Linked DNA regions of Ovis canadensis: region 2 is linked to region 1. A link is a contact called in public Hi-C data. All regions are on one chromosome and are shown on one strand. The core of a region is the stretch at or near the end of the contact, and the rest is flanking DNA. Distances in the headings are between cores, read along the strand shown.

Region 1 (7,401 bases), core at 3,277-5,776:
AATGCAGAAGCTCAGACCCCACCCAGGGCCTATAGGACTAGAACTTTGGAGTTAAGGAGACCTCAGGTGATTCACATGTACATTACAATTTGAGAAGCAATATCTTAGAGCAGTGATTCTCCAGCTTGGCTGCACTTTGCATTTTCTGAAGAATTTCAAAAAAATACTGATGATTGGGCCCAACTCCCAGAATTTCTGATTTCATTGTTCTAGGATAGGGCTGGGGCTCTGAAGTTTTTAAAGTTCCCAAGTGATTATACTGTGCAGCCAGGCATTGCTTCAGTCTTCAGTGGATGATTGTGGCATTCCAGCTTATTTGTTCTCAGCGACAATCTGCCTGCAAAGCAGGAGAGCCAGGTTGGATCCCTGGGTCAGAAAGATCCTCTGGAGAAGGAGGTTCCGGGAGAAATATTAATAACCTCGGCCATGCAGATGACACCACCCTTATGGCAGAAAGTGAAGAAGAACTCAAAAGCCTCTTGATGAAAGTGAATGAGGAGAGTAAAAAAGTTGGCTTAAAGCTCAACTTTCAGAAAATGAAGATCATGGCATCTGGTCCCATCACTTCATGGGAAACAGATGGGGAAACAGTGGAAACAGTGTCAGACTTTATTTTTTTGGGCTCCAAAATCACTGCAGATTTGAAATTAAAAGACACTTACTCCTTGGAAGGAAAGTTATGACCAACCTAGATAGTATATTCAAAAGCAGAGACATTACTTTGCCGACTAAGGTCTGTCTAGTCAAGGCTATGGTTTTCCCAGTGGTCATGTATGGATGTGAGAGTTGTACTGTGAAGAAAGCTGAGTGCGGAAGAATTGATGCTTTTGAACTGCGGTGTTGGAGAAGACTCTTGAGAGTCCCTGGAATGCAAGGAGATCCAACCAGTCCATTCTAAAGGAGATCAATCCTGGGTGTTCTTTGGAAGGAATGATGCTAAAGCTGAAACTCCAATACTTTGGCCACCTCATGCGAAGAGTTGACTCATTGGAAAAGACTCTGATGCTGGGAGGGATTGAGGGCAGAAGGAGGAGGGGATGACAGAGGATAAGATGGCTGGATGACATCACCAACTTGATGGACATGAGTTTGAGTGAACTCGGGGAGTTGGTGATGGATAGGGAGGCCTGGAGTGCTGAGATTCATGGGGTCGCAAATAGTTGGACACCACTCAGCGACTGAACTGAACTGAACTGAACTGAACAATAGGAAGGACGTTTCTCCATTTTAGACCTGAAGCCATGGATCCTGTGATATAACAATGCTTTATGATCAGATGTAGGATAACCAACAAGAAGTCATAGAATTCTGAGTATAGACATCCTTTACTTTATATAATAGATCTTTCCTTACAACTTACATGTTCAATGAATCTTTATAAATAAGAATAATTTTTGTGCTCTATCATTCACTGTACTAAACAATTCTTTTTTTAATTATTTCATAAACTCTTACAACGAAAGAATTGTCCCTCTTTCACAGATTGGAAAACTGAGGGCTCAGAGATAGATGTTAAGGCATTTTCCAAGGTCACACTTCTGATCAACAGTGTTTTCAGGATTTAAGGACTGGTCTTTCTGTCTCTGGCCTGTCCAGGTGGTGCTAGTGGTAAAGAACCTAATTGCCAGTGCAGGAGACATAAGGGACATGAGTTTGATCCGTGGCTCAGGAAGATCTTCTGGAGGAGGACATGTCAATCCACTCTAGTACTCTTGCCTGGAGAATGCCATGGACAGAGGAGCCTGGCTGGCTATAGTCCACAGGGCTGCAAAGAGTTGAACAAGACTGAGCACAATAGCACACAACAGCACACAACTTTCTGTCTGCAAAGTTGACGTCTTTTTCCTTGGTCCAATTGCTTCCATATACTGAAGCACAAGTCATATTCCAAATTCATTGTTTGTCATTTCTGTAAGTACGTGAGATAAATCATTTGGAAAAACAAAGAGCAATCTGAAGCAATCACCCTAATTTATCTGCTTTATGTTTTACAAAGTTTAGATAAATTTTCCCAAAGGGCTGTTGCCCAAGCTCCATCTTAGCCCCTTCATAGATGACTTTTAAGACAAATAACTAGAATAATTCCATCTCCCTTCTCCCTGTTCCCCCACCTCACCACTACCTTCAATGAAGATGCAATGAAGTGTTGCAAGCCAAAAGAAATTACTTCATTCTTGCCATATGCATATATTCAGCCTTCCAATTGCTTTAGCCAAAGGAGGTAAGCAAGGAATAATCAAAACATTATTGCCCTGGGTGGGTTTAGCAGGCCTTCTGTGGTGATTTTCCCAACAAGAAACTAAGGAGACCCAGTAAGTTGCTGCTGGTACCCTGTATTCAAACCATTTCAGAATGAAATTTACGCTGCAAAGGAATCACCTGATCATGAACACCTGGTGGGGCTTCGGGGGACCATTTATAGCACAATATATCACAATACATCGCTCCTTCAGTATCAGACTGCTAGTCTCTGGGTTAAAGAATTGAGTCTACTTAAATTAGTTAATTGATAAAATGTCCTAAGGATGGGAAGAAAAACTCCAGAACATTTTGGGCAGATGGCAGGTACCCAAACAGATAAAACAATACCTTAGAGAGGCCATCGAATGGCTGTTTGACTTGCAAATATATTGTTGCAAGTATTAGAAATCGACAGGCACTATGCCAAGTGCTGTGTATGCATCTCCCCATGGAAAATTCATAGCAGCTCTACAAGGAAGATTCTACCAATTTCATCTTACAAATGAAGGTGTCGAGGCAAGGAGTGGTTCAGTGACTTGCATAAAACCACATTGCTTGTAATTGTGGACAGAAGGGTTGAATGGTTGCAGCCTAAGTAGTCTTCCTAGATGGCTTAAGTGGTAAAGAACCCAGTTGCAATGCAGGAGATGCAGGAGACCCAAGAGAGGTGGATTCGACCCTTGGGTAGGGAAGATCCCCTGGAGAAGGAAATGGCAACCCACTCCAATACGATTGCCTGGGAAATCCCATGGACAGAGAAGCTAACCAGGCTACAGTCCATGGGGTCACAAATAGTCTGACATGACTGAGTACCTACACTGTAGGCCAAGCTAAGTCTAGGCCCCATCTTTTTAGCCCAATACTGCCACTTATAGGTAAAATGAGATATTACTTCTAATGTGCTTAATTGCTCAGTCATGTCTGACTCTTTGCAAACCAATGGACTGTAGCCCACCAGGCTCCTCTGTCCATGAGGATTCTCTGGGCAAGAATATTAGACTGGGTTGCCATGCCCTCTTCCAGCAGATCTTCCCAACCCAGGGACTGAATGCAAGTCTCCCAAATTACAGGTGGATTCTCTACTGTCTGAGCCACCAGAGAAGCCCATGAATAATGGAGTGGGTAGTCTATCACTTCTCCAGAGGTTCTTCCCAACCCAGGAATCGAACTGGGGTCTCCTGCATTGCAGGCAGATTCTTTACCAGCTGAGCTACCAAGGAAGCCCATCATTTCTAATAGGGAAATTAAACGCAAAGTCCTGGACAGACCTGACCAGCATCTATTCCCTTTGTTCCCCCTACCCATTAAATCTCTGATTTTCCTTTAAGGAAATACCTGTAGTAAGCATGTAGCAGTTACACAGTAACCATGATGTGAAAGGGGATTTAGCCACTTCCAGGTCCAGGTGATGGTCAAGCAGCCTATTCTCATATCCATTGCAACTATGGTCAATGTATCTTAGTTCAATCTGCGTGAAAAAATAGGAAGTATCATTTGGTAAGGTGAGAAGTGCCATTTTCTACCCCGGAAATGGACAAGGAAGCCTGTCCCCCTTTGTGATCATGCATCTTTGTAACTGTGGGTGATATTCCAGCTTGGGATAAAGCCAGAATGAAGAGCAGTCTTAACCAAAACATGTTTGATGCGGGATTGTCCTTTGACTTTCAGTTGCATGAGCCAATAAATCCACATTATTGTTTAAATCTCACTGACTCGGGTTTTCTGCAACTGAAAGCTCATCATTGGTAAATAACCAGCACTTTCTACTTTGGTGTTTGAAATTATTTTAAATGAAGGATTTACTTTCTACGTGCTATAGTATAAGGGCTTCCTTGTGGACATTTTCTTGGAGTAAAAGATATAGAATTCTCTCCAGACCCAAGCAGTGATCAGATCATTTTTATGCAGCTCATGCAGATTTTGTCATTTGAAATTCATTATGATAAGTTCAGAAGAATAAAGGCGTTCATGCTGAGTCAATCATAGTACTATTCACCAACTTGTGTAACTATGTGAAATACACATTAGGTCAAACTCAAGGAAAACAAGCTTCATCTTCTGAGAATTTGGAGGAAAATGTTATCAGTCATAGGTACCTTTTAGTCGAAGGACAGGAAGCCATATTGAGAAATAAAACATGACCAAACAGACTGCTTCTCATTTTGTTCAAAGCCATTTCCCCCATGAAATTTTCCTCTAGGAATTCAAAACCTTACATATATGGAGCATGACTCAGGTTCTCCACTGACTTCACTTGTTGACAGCTGGGAATTTGGCTGCCCCAGGTCAGCCCCCTGACACAGCCCTTGCGATCATGACAGAGGCCTCTACAGCCTCTACATCTCCGCACACTTCCCCTTGGCCTTCCCTTCGTGCCCCATGGATCTTTCTACTTACCTGCAGAGAGGTGGCTCAGAGGAAACCACAAAGTTTCAAAATACCTGACACGCAAATGGCAAGACGTGCACCAAGCCAAACAGAATCTGAACAGTCATCTCTCCATAAGCGTTTCTATGTTTCTATGATAAATAAACAAATGCCACACTCATTTATTCAAACACTTGGGAATGAGTAAGGTTGTCAAGCATTTAACATTTTGTTGATCTATTATTTGTCTAAAGAAAAGAATACTGAAAGATTGAGGAATCAGGAGAGAAAATGTTGTATAAATTAGAGACGTTAGGGCTTCCCAGATGGCGCTAGTGATAAAGAACCTGCCTGCCAATGCAGGGGATGTAAGAGATGCAGGTTCCATCCCTAGGTCAGGAACATACCCTGGAGGAGGGCATGGCAACCCACTCCAGTATTCTTGCCTGGGAAATCCCATGAACAGAGGAACCTGGTGGGCTATGGTCCACAGAGTCCCAAAGAGTCGGACACAACTGAAGAGGCTTAGCACACACAGGGAGGTTAACCTGGAAAGCTGCTGCTGTTGCTGCTATTTACTTGCTAACTCATGTCCAACTCTTTTGCGACCCCATGGAGAATGCAATGGCACCCCACTCCAGTACTCTTGCCTGGAAAATCCCATGGATGGAGGAGCCTGGTAGGCTGCAGTCCATGGGGTCGCTAAGAGTCAGACATGACTGAGAGACTTCACTTTCACTTTTCACTTTCATGCACTGGAGAAGGAAATGGCAACCCACTCCAGTGTTCTTGCCTGGAGAATCCCAGGGATGGGGGAGCCTGGTGGGCTGCCATCTTTGGGGTCGCACAGAGGTGCACATGGCTGAAGCGACTTAGCAGCAGGACTGTCGCAAAGGGGATCATCCTGACCCAGGGATTGAACCTAAGTCTCCTGCGTTGGCAGGCATGTTCTTTACCACTGGGCCACCTGGGAAGCCCCAACCTGAAAAGCTAGGGTAAGATAAATCAACCTTTGTCTGCAAGTTCTAATCAAGTTAAGTTGAGATGATCAATAGTTGAAGTAAAGGTATCACACCCTTCACTGGGAATCCACTGTGATTGAACAAGCAGTGTGTACTTCTCCTTGTGTGAGACAGAACTCACACCTTGGAGGGTGAACTCACAAGAAGATGGCATTCATTCAGAAGAATTTCTTTTAGATTTTGGGCTTGTGTTAGGTGATTTGGGGAGGATTAGGAAGCAGGGCTTTGCTTTAGGTTGGATGTTATTAGGAAGTGGGGCAATTCTATGATTAAAGTGAGGTGAAGTGAAAGTCGCTCAGTGGTGTCCAACTCTTTGAGACCCCATAAACTACACAGTCCATGGAATTCTCCAGGCCAGAATACTGGAGTGGGTAGCCGTTCCCTTCTCCAGGACATCTTCCCAACCCAGGGATTGAACCCAGGTCTCCCACATGGCAGGCGGATTCTTTACCAGCTGAGCTACCAAAGAAGCCCTAATTTTATGATTGGGTCTCTTAATAAATCAACCTAAACAGAGGGATGACTAGAGTTAGGCTAAAACAGTAAGGAGTAAAGAAGCCACAGGCACGCTCATCAGCCTGGATGTGGGAATAGCCGATTATTTTTTGTGGCTTACTCCATTTTCATGGTTTAGTCTGTGCTCAGTTGTGGTTACGGTCTTGTTTGTGTCTGGACCCATCATGATCACAGAGCGGCTTGTCTGATGTCACTGTTCTGTGAAATTGTTTATTTTAAAAGAACGTGAAGGTCTCGCTGGGAGTATGAGCCCAGCTTCTGGAGTTTCAGGACAGATTTTTCTCTTTCTTAAAACCATGTGAGCTTTTCAGCAACAAACCATATAAAATACTTCTCCCTAGTAAACATGAAACAGATTAAAAAAAAAAAAAAGACTGAGAAGGAGATTTGTAAGCCCAAAGTTATAATGTGAATGAGAAGGAACTGGTTGGTTTCATCAAATTAACAGCAACTTTCAGTGGAGCAAACTGATAAAATCTCTCATCCTCATCACTCAAATTTGGATAAATTTTTTCGACATCATCAGCACAAAATTTCAAAGTTAGCCAAATAAATTTTCTTTATGCCAAGAAAAACTGGGCAGAATTTTTAAGAGTCCTCAAATACCCGAGCTGGAAATACTTGCAAGGTGTGAGCTATACAGAAACATATATTTAGATGTATGCCTCTGTAAACTTTCATGGCCCTTTTGAAAAACAATTAGGCCCTAGAAGTCAGGAGGTATAAAAATATACTTGTGCTTTGAGTTGTTAAGGCTGATCATAGGGATTTAGTCTATGTAAATAATCTTTAAGAAAGAGAAGAATTACATGCTTAAGATGTTACCATTCAACTACTAGTAAGAATTAAAATTTAATAGTATCTTCATTTCAAACAATAAGAGAAACTTTAAATAAATTATCGAAGGCATAGCTTAAATGATAAGGCATAACTTAAGTGATCATTTCTGGGGCTGCAATGGTCCATCAGAGTTGTCCTGTTTCTAGTCCAATGGGTCTTTATATCTCTTTATCAGTCAGTGGATGTGGGCAGGGCCCGGAAGGACATGACCTTGGGTGAGATCAGCTCCCCTCAGCAGGTCGCCTCAGCAGCTGAGGCAATTGCTGAAGGGTCTGAGCTGAAGGCCATCTGCTCACAATACTCCAGTGTCTGAGATGACGAAGGAGAAACCAGGGCACAGCCATGTCCAGTGGGATTGCAGGCCACTCCACACTGTTGGGATCCACTTGCTTACGTACATACAAGGAGCAGCTCT
Region 2 (7,401 bases), core at 2,955-5,454, 380 kb before region 1:
CAACAGTATATGTAGGGCTTCCCAGGTGGTACGAGTGGTAAAGAATCCGCTTGCAGTGCAGGAGATGTGGGTTTGATCCCTGGGTCAGGAAGATTACCTGGAGAAGGAAATGGCAACCCACTTTAGTATTCTTGCCTGGAAAATTCTATGAACAGAGGAACCTGGTAGGCTCCATGGGGTCACAAAAGTCAGACATGACTTAGTAACTAAACTCCCGCCCCCCACCCCCCCCCCCCCGCCACCACCAAAGATATCCTTGTACTACCAGAACCTGTGAGTATGTTACCTTGCATTGCAAAATGAACTTTGCAGATAGGATTAAGTTAAGGGTCTTGCAAGGAAAGATCGTCTTGCTTTATCCTGGGTGGCCTGATATAATCACAAAGATTCTCATAAAAAAGGAAGTAGGAGAAGTCAGAATCAGACAGAAGGCAATGTGGCAGAGCAGAAGGACCAAAAGAAACCATCTCAGAGAAAGAAATGTTCCTCTCTCTAAGTTTTCCTGACTGGTTTAATAGTTAAATTGACATGAGACAGATTAGCAGGAGTAAATCAAGCAAAAGTTTAATAATATATGTACATGGGAGAGACCCAGGAAAACTGAGTAACTCACCAAAGTAGCCAAAGCCCTCACTTTAAATACCATCCTAAGCTAAAGACAAAAGATGTTGGGAGCAATGGTTATGAGACTTTCGGGGAGAGAAGCAATTTGCCTCAGAATAGAAAAGCCAGTGTTTGATAAACAATATTTGCTGCACCATGCAGAGATAAAGGGACACGAAGTGGACCCTGATTCTTAGATCCTGCTTAGAGTTTGCCTCACCACCCCTGGCCCATATTCTTTGCAGAGATCTCCTCTAAGTCTATTCTGAAAACAGGTTATTTATCTAAATTCTTTTAGGCAGTTAAGGTTCAGTTCAGTTCAGTCGCTCAGTTGTGTCTGACTCTTTCCGACCCCATGAATTGCAGCACTCCAGGCCTCCCTGTCCATCACCAGCTCCCGGAGTTCACTCAGACTCACGTCCATCGAGTCAGTGATGCCATCCAGCCATCTCATTCTCGGTCGTCCCCTTCTCCTCCTGCCCCCAATTTCTCCCAGCATCAGTCTTTTCCAATGAGTCAACTCTTCTCATGAGGTGGCCAAAGTACTGGAGTTTCAGCTTTAGCATCATTCTTTCCAAAGAAATCCCAGGACTGATCTCCTTCAGAATGGACTGATTGGATCTCCTTGCAGTCCAAGGGACTCTCAAGAGTCTTCTCCAATACCACAGTTCAAAAGCATCAATTCTTCGGCGCTCAGCCTTCTTCGCAGACCAACTCTCACATCCATACATGACCACAGGAAAAACCATAGCCTTGACTAGACAGATCTTAGTCGGCAAAGTAATGTCTCTGCTTTTGAATATACTGTCTAGATTGGTCATAACTTTTCTTCCAAGGAGTAAGCGTCTTTTAATTTCATGGCTGCAGTCACCATCTGCAGTGATTTTGGAGCCCCCAGAAATAAAGTCTGACACTGTTTCCACTGTTTCCCCATCACAGTTAAGGTAGAGGTTACAAAAAACACCTTTCTGACCCTTCTGCTTATTAAAAATAACCAACAAAGAGACACATTTGGTTGGAGGCAAATTTTGGTGCCCTAGGGAAAGAGATTTGAAGAGGCCATGTTGATGGCTTTAAGATACAGGAAGATGATCATAAGCTACAAAACACAGATGACCTCTGGAAGCTAAAAAGACCAAGGGGATGGATTTTCCCCTAGTGCCTCCAGAATGAGGCTGCAATGCAGACACCTTGGCCTTAGTCCAGTGGAACTAATTTTGGTCTTCTGACTTCCAGAATTGTAAAAGAATAAGAATATTCTTTTAAACTACTGAATTTGTAATAATTTTTTACAACAGCAATAGAAAACCTAAGTGCTGGGTATTCAAGAGGGAGGATAAAAGAGGTCAAGAAATAAAAAAGAAACTTAAGTAAGAAATTTGTGTAAAAAGCTTTATTTTCATGTTATTTATAAAAATACATCAATAAATACTTAAACTTCTCTATTCCAAGACATAGAGAAACATTTAGATAACTCACACTAAACAAGGCATTATGCCTTACAAGGAAGACATAAAATGTCCAAGGGATATTTAGATCATTGTCATTTGTAAAGGTTCAACATCAGAAGTGTTGACTACAGACTGTGACATGTTTCAATAAATAACAACTGACAATTTCTCTATAAAAAGTAAACGTACACACACATTCCTACATTAACAGTGATCGTGATCTATCTGTTTGCTTGAACCCTCCACTACTGTCTCTAGTCTTTACTATAATGGATAGTACAGTGTGGAATACCCTCTCCCCAAAAATAGTTTAATAAGTGAAGAACACTTAAAACACAAAATCTTCAAATTAAACAGTCAGGATTGAACTAACTTTGAGTTAACATAAAAATAAACTTTGAAACTAACAGTACCGAGAACTGCCAAACACATTCACACCTTTAAATATTAGAATATCAATACACAGGCTTTGAAAAATAAATAAATAAATACAGATGTAAATAAATAGAACTCTCATAAGAAACAGCCAAATACATTAAACACAGTCCAGATGGCCCTGGGAGCCATTTGTTTCTCTTCTTTTACTTCAATTCCACTGAGGCTGCTGCAATAGTCAAGAAGCTCCTTCCATCTCTCTTGATCAGTTGGCACTAGCCCTGCAATGAGAAAATGGTTACTGTTAGTAGGACTCCCAAAACTGACCTCACAGCCCTGCACTATGTGGTTGCTACCTAGACCAGTGCTACACTGTATGACAGAAAATGCCAGGCTCCTAAATGCTATTTAATTAGGAACATGGAGTCTGTGCTAGCAATCTTACTATTTTCAAAAAGCGAGAACATAATGCCACCTTGAGCTAAAAAAAATACATGCATGACATCACTTAAGCCACATGGTAAACTCCATTAAATACCTATTACTATTATTCCCCATGTTACTGAGACTTAAAGAGATTAAGTACTTTCCCTGGGGTTACAGGAATAGTAAAGGGTGGAATCTAGGCTTGCACTGTGTTGGCAGAGGCCAGGGGGAGGGACGTTCCCCTGAAAAGTCCCTGGCTTCACCACCAAGCCTGAGTTCCATATGACCCAAGCCCAAGAGTTTTACCTCTCAGGTCTGAAGCTCATGAAAAACTCGAGGTAAAGGGTATTTGTTCCTTAAGAGATAGGAAGCATTTTAGCATCATTGGCTAACTCTGCTTCACCTTTTGGGCTCCTTGGTGGCTCAGATGGTAAAGAATCTGCCTACAATACAGGAGACAGGGATTCAATCCCTGGGGCTTCATCTTTTAGAAACATACATTTACCCACACTCCACGAGCGAGCAGGCCAGGAGGCAGCGGAAGTGTCCTTCTGACACCAGAGCAGATTAATGACCCTAACGGCAAATTTAATTCTGAAATAATGATTTTTTTTTCATTCTTTCAGCTTAATCCTAGGTTTCTCTGACATAACTTTCAGCAGGCAGAATGACTCTAGTCAGGCGATGAATAAAAACCACAACTCACTGGTTCAGCATCTTATCGATGATTTTCTTAACCATGGGGGCGGCGGGGTTGAGACACACTTGCTGACCAGTCTTGAGAGTGGCTCTGCAGAGAGAAGGAAGAATCTACGTGAAGCGGGGGGTCCATTTGAGGGGTGGGGTGGGGGCATCGGCACGGTGGGTGGTGATGACGAGGACAGCAACAGAGGTGACACTTACATGACTTCGGTTTGGCCGCAGTGGGGGCCCGGGGGCGTCACCTTCACGCTCTGCATGTTCTTGAGGTGAATCCCCTGCACGGTCTGCAGGCACTGGCAGCGCAGTTCGTTGACCACGGGCGCCCCTGCGGGAAGGACAGAGTGGGTTAGGGGCTGTCCTCACGGGCACCCGTTCCGGTCCCGCCCTGGGGATCCGGGTCTCACCTGCTGCGCGCCGGCCGGCGGCCACCAGGAGCAGGAGCAGCGTCGCGGCGCCGAGGAGCCGGGCGGCGGGGTTCGCGGCTCGGGCCATGGGCCTCAGCTCTGGGGGTCTGTGTCTGCGGCGGGAAGGCTGGCGGGAGCGCGGGCTGAGCGGACTCTGTGGCTCCCCGAGCCGGGTGAACCCCTTTTATCCTGATCAGAAGGGAGTTGCCAGCCCCGGGGCCAGGGAAATTCCCGGTCCGGAAGGAAGGGGGCCCCGCCCGCCTCAAGCGTAATCTGCGCACTCAGAGTGTCATCCACGTACCCAAATCCCCACCGGAGGGTGAGTCGCCTTGCAAGAAGTGTTGTCACATCTTAGAGGAGACAGGCATAGTGACAAACGTTAGTTATTAAGATTGAGGGAATTAAGGCCAGGGAGGAGGGACCCAGAGAGAACTGATTTTCCACGTGTTACTTACACTTAAGTGTCTTGGGACTTGATGATTTTATCCACGTCTGCATAAGTACACTCTTAAAGGACAGATCATCTCAAATTATGCGTGAGAATGTTCTCTTACTTCCCGGTATTTTACGAGCACAAATAAATCACACCTCATGTCATATTATCCCCGCAGTAGTGAGGGGATGACCAGTATCAAAAGTTTAATTTTGTGTTTACATTGCAACTAAAGTGTCGCAATCCTACAAAGCTTCCTTCCCCGGTGAAATTCTGGAACTTCCAGACCTCGAGTAGATTCATGAATACCAGCTTTTTTTTTTTTTTGCGTAGAGTGTGTTGATTTGATTAATCCGTGAACTAAGGGACAAGTGGTCATTTGGACCTATTCCAGGGAGAGAAAGGTGTGTCCGGGTTCAGTTTCTAGTTTTGTTCAAGAACAAAATAAGTCACAGGAATTGGAGTTGGGGGGGGGGCGGGGCGCGGGGGCGAGGAATGCCTAGTGCCAGTAGTGAGGGTAGCACCCTTCACTCTTCTAACCAAAAAAACGGGTGTTCCTGTGAAGTATCTAAGAGCTAAAATCATGAATGTCATACCATTTACTTGTCTGATGGTCACAAATCTCATTTTATCTTCATCTTATATGGACTATTCTGCTTCCAGTGATTTGATTTCCTTCCAGAGAAATAATTGTTGTCATATTTTATTTGTACTGATTTCTAAAAAGACACTTCAAGCAGTTGATTGAAGACATCATAATTGTGTAGTTTATTTTTCACCCTTAGTTTTAATGTCCTTTGTTGGATTATGCTCAGGTAGGTTTCAGATATTTAGGAGTGATTCTGGATGCAGATCTGTTAAAAGTGAGGGGATAAGCAAGTGGTAAGCAAGAGAGGGGAGGGGAGGTTGGAAGGGTGGGTAAAGACACAGAGCAGGTCTCTGATCCAGGCTGCAAAGCAGGAATTTCAGCTCTCGGAAATACTGATCCATGGCATTTAATTGTCTGTGCCTTAGTTTCTCATCTGTAAAATAGAGATGAACTGTAATATTTACTTTAACCAGCATTACCGTGAATAAATGTATTAGCATTTGAAAACACCTGTACATATTAAATGCTATAAATAATTTTTTAAAAACTAAAATGGAAATTGCTTTTTCCATATTACTAAGCTGAAATTAATCAGGATAAAATCTTTGCACAAAGAGAAAAGAATTATTGAAAAAAAAAACAAAGTAAAAATAAAAACTCTTCCAACATAAAATGTTTGCATATTTTTTAAGAGAAAACAGAGTACATTTTTTGGTATCTAGTTTGTTGAGTAATCTTATAATTCTAGTTTTAGTCATTTCAACTACAAAATGTGAAAAGTGAAGATCTCTCATTTTGATTATTAGAAAAGATTAAGAATAACTAGACTATAATAAAGATTTGTCTTTACATTTTTTTTGGTCAGTATAGTCCTAAGATAAAGAACAGGAAATTTAATTTTTTTAAAAAAGAGTAGGGAATGAAAGATGACCTAAAGCTTATTAAATATGAGTCACTTAGCAATAATTGAGAATTTGCCTAGATACTGTTGTTATTTTTATTTTTCTGGGATTCTTAATTGGAAATATACTTGACACTTGACTCAACGAACATGAGTTTGTGCAAACGCTGAGAGATCGTGAAGGACAGGGAAGGGTGTCATGCTGCAGTCCATGGGGCTGCAAAGAGTCAGACATGACAGCCACCGAACAACAACAACACTTAACACTTGGACCACATGGGCTCAAACTGCATAGGTCCACTTATACACAGACTTGTTTCAATAAACATATTGGAAAAAATTTTGGAGATTTGTGGCAATTTGAAAAAAAAAAAACTTGCAGGCTAACCATGTAGCCTAGAAATGTCAAAAAAAACTAGGAAAAAGTTGCTATGTCATGAATGGATAGAATCCATGTAAATACTAGTCTGTTCTTACATAGATATAAGGTGAGTGATATTTAATATAAACTTAATGTGGTAGCTTTCTTCCTGTTTTATGTATGCCTCTCTATTTCACAATTGGAGAAACTATCATCACAGGTAAATTTTTAAAAAAAATGTAACCATGTTTCTAATACTGTGTTATGAATATGACTGTAATACTGTTGGCCATAAGGTTTTTATAGTGGTTCATTCATTAGAATATAGGCTAAGCTACTGTGAAGCAATTGTATCAATTATACTAAGCTACCACAAAGCAATCATATTGCTTCCTTGTTATCAATGCATTAATCATTATATCTGTAATTAAATATGAATTTTACATTATCTTTCATTTTTGATGAGTCATGTTATTAGTGCATATAACATCTATAGTGTTTTGTATTAAATAAGACAATGTTGGTGGAGATACTGACAGATGATTCATCTTATAAACATATGGCAAACTTAAAGTATCAATAAATACAGTACAGTAATGTAAATGGATTTTTTCTGTTAAAATTTTCCTAATAAAACTGCCCTAATTTTCTTTACTCTAGCTTTCTTTATTTTAAGAATAAAATATATAATACATATGGGCTTCTCTGGTGACTCAGCGGTATAAAGAGTCCTCCTGCCAACACAGGAGATGCGGGTTCTCTCCCTGAGTTGGGAAGATCCCCTGGAGAAGGAAATAGCCACCCACTCCAGTATTCTTGCCTGGAAAATCCCCACAGACGAGGAGCCCGGTGGGCTACAGTCCATGAGGTCTCAAGAGTCAGACACAATGTAGTGACTAAATGAGATACGTATTAATTGACTGTTTATGCCATTGGTAAGGCTTCCAGTCAACAGTAGGTGATTAGTAGTTAAGTTTTTGGAAAGTCAAAACTTATACTTGGATTTTCAAACTGTACCCATAACCCCCATGTTTTCAAGGGTCAGAGACATAATATCTATTCTTTAAAAGTTAAAAAAAAATTTGATTTTATTTTTCTGATTAAAATGTATATCTGCTTATTATAGCACGTAAGAATTAAAGATATTAAAATTTAA

The links. Hi-C and Micro-C count contacts between places; a contact is called where the count stands out from the background.
Region 2: a Hi-C map of lung shows a contact between it and region 1, with 4 times the contacts expected there. The contact joins the promoter of LOC138442635 here to the enhancer-like site in region 1. A contact is called at or near these places in 2 of 2 Hi-C or Micro-C datasets (fibroblasts and lung).

Annotation. Positions count from the first base shown.
Region 1 is chr6:105,315,421-105,322,821 of ARS-UI_OviCan_v2, reverse strand. No RefSeq gene overlaps it. Among named protein-coding and RNA genes, the nearest start is that of RASSF6, 26 kb to the right of the region's middle. Within about 2 kb of position 4,526, the one cell type or tissue checked has open chromatin away from gene starts, as enhancers often do. A contact at or near this core is called in fibroblasts, where this site is marked.
Region 2 is chr6:105,690,610-105,698,010 of ARS-UI_OviCan_v2, reverse strand. LOC138442635 (growth-regulated alpha protein-like) reads right to left here and starts at 4,204. Exons shown (of 4, transcript XM_069594357.1): 1 at 3,962-4,204; 2 at 3,759-3,882; 3 at 3,562-3,645; 4 at 1,982-2,710. The coding sequence starts at 4,049. The coding sequence ends at 2,695.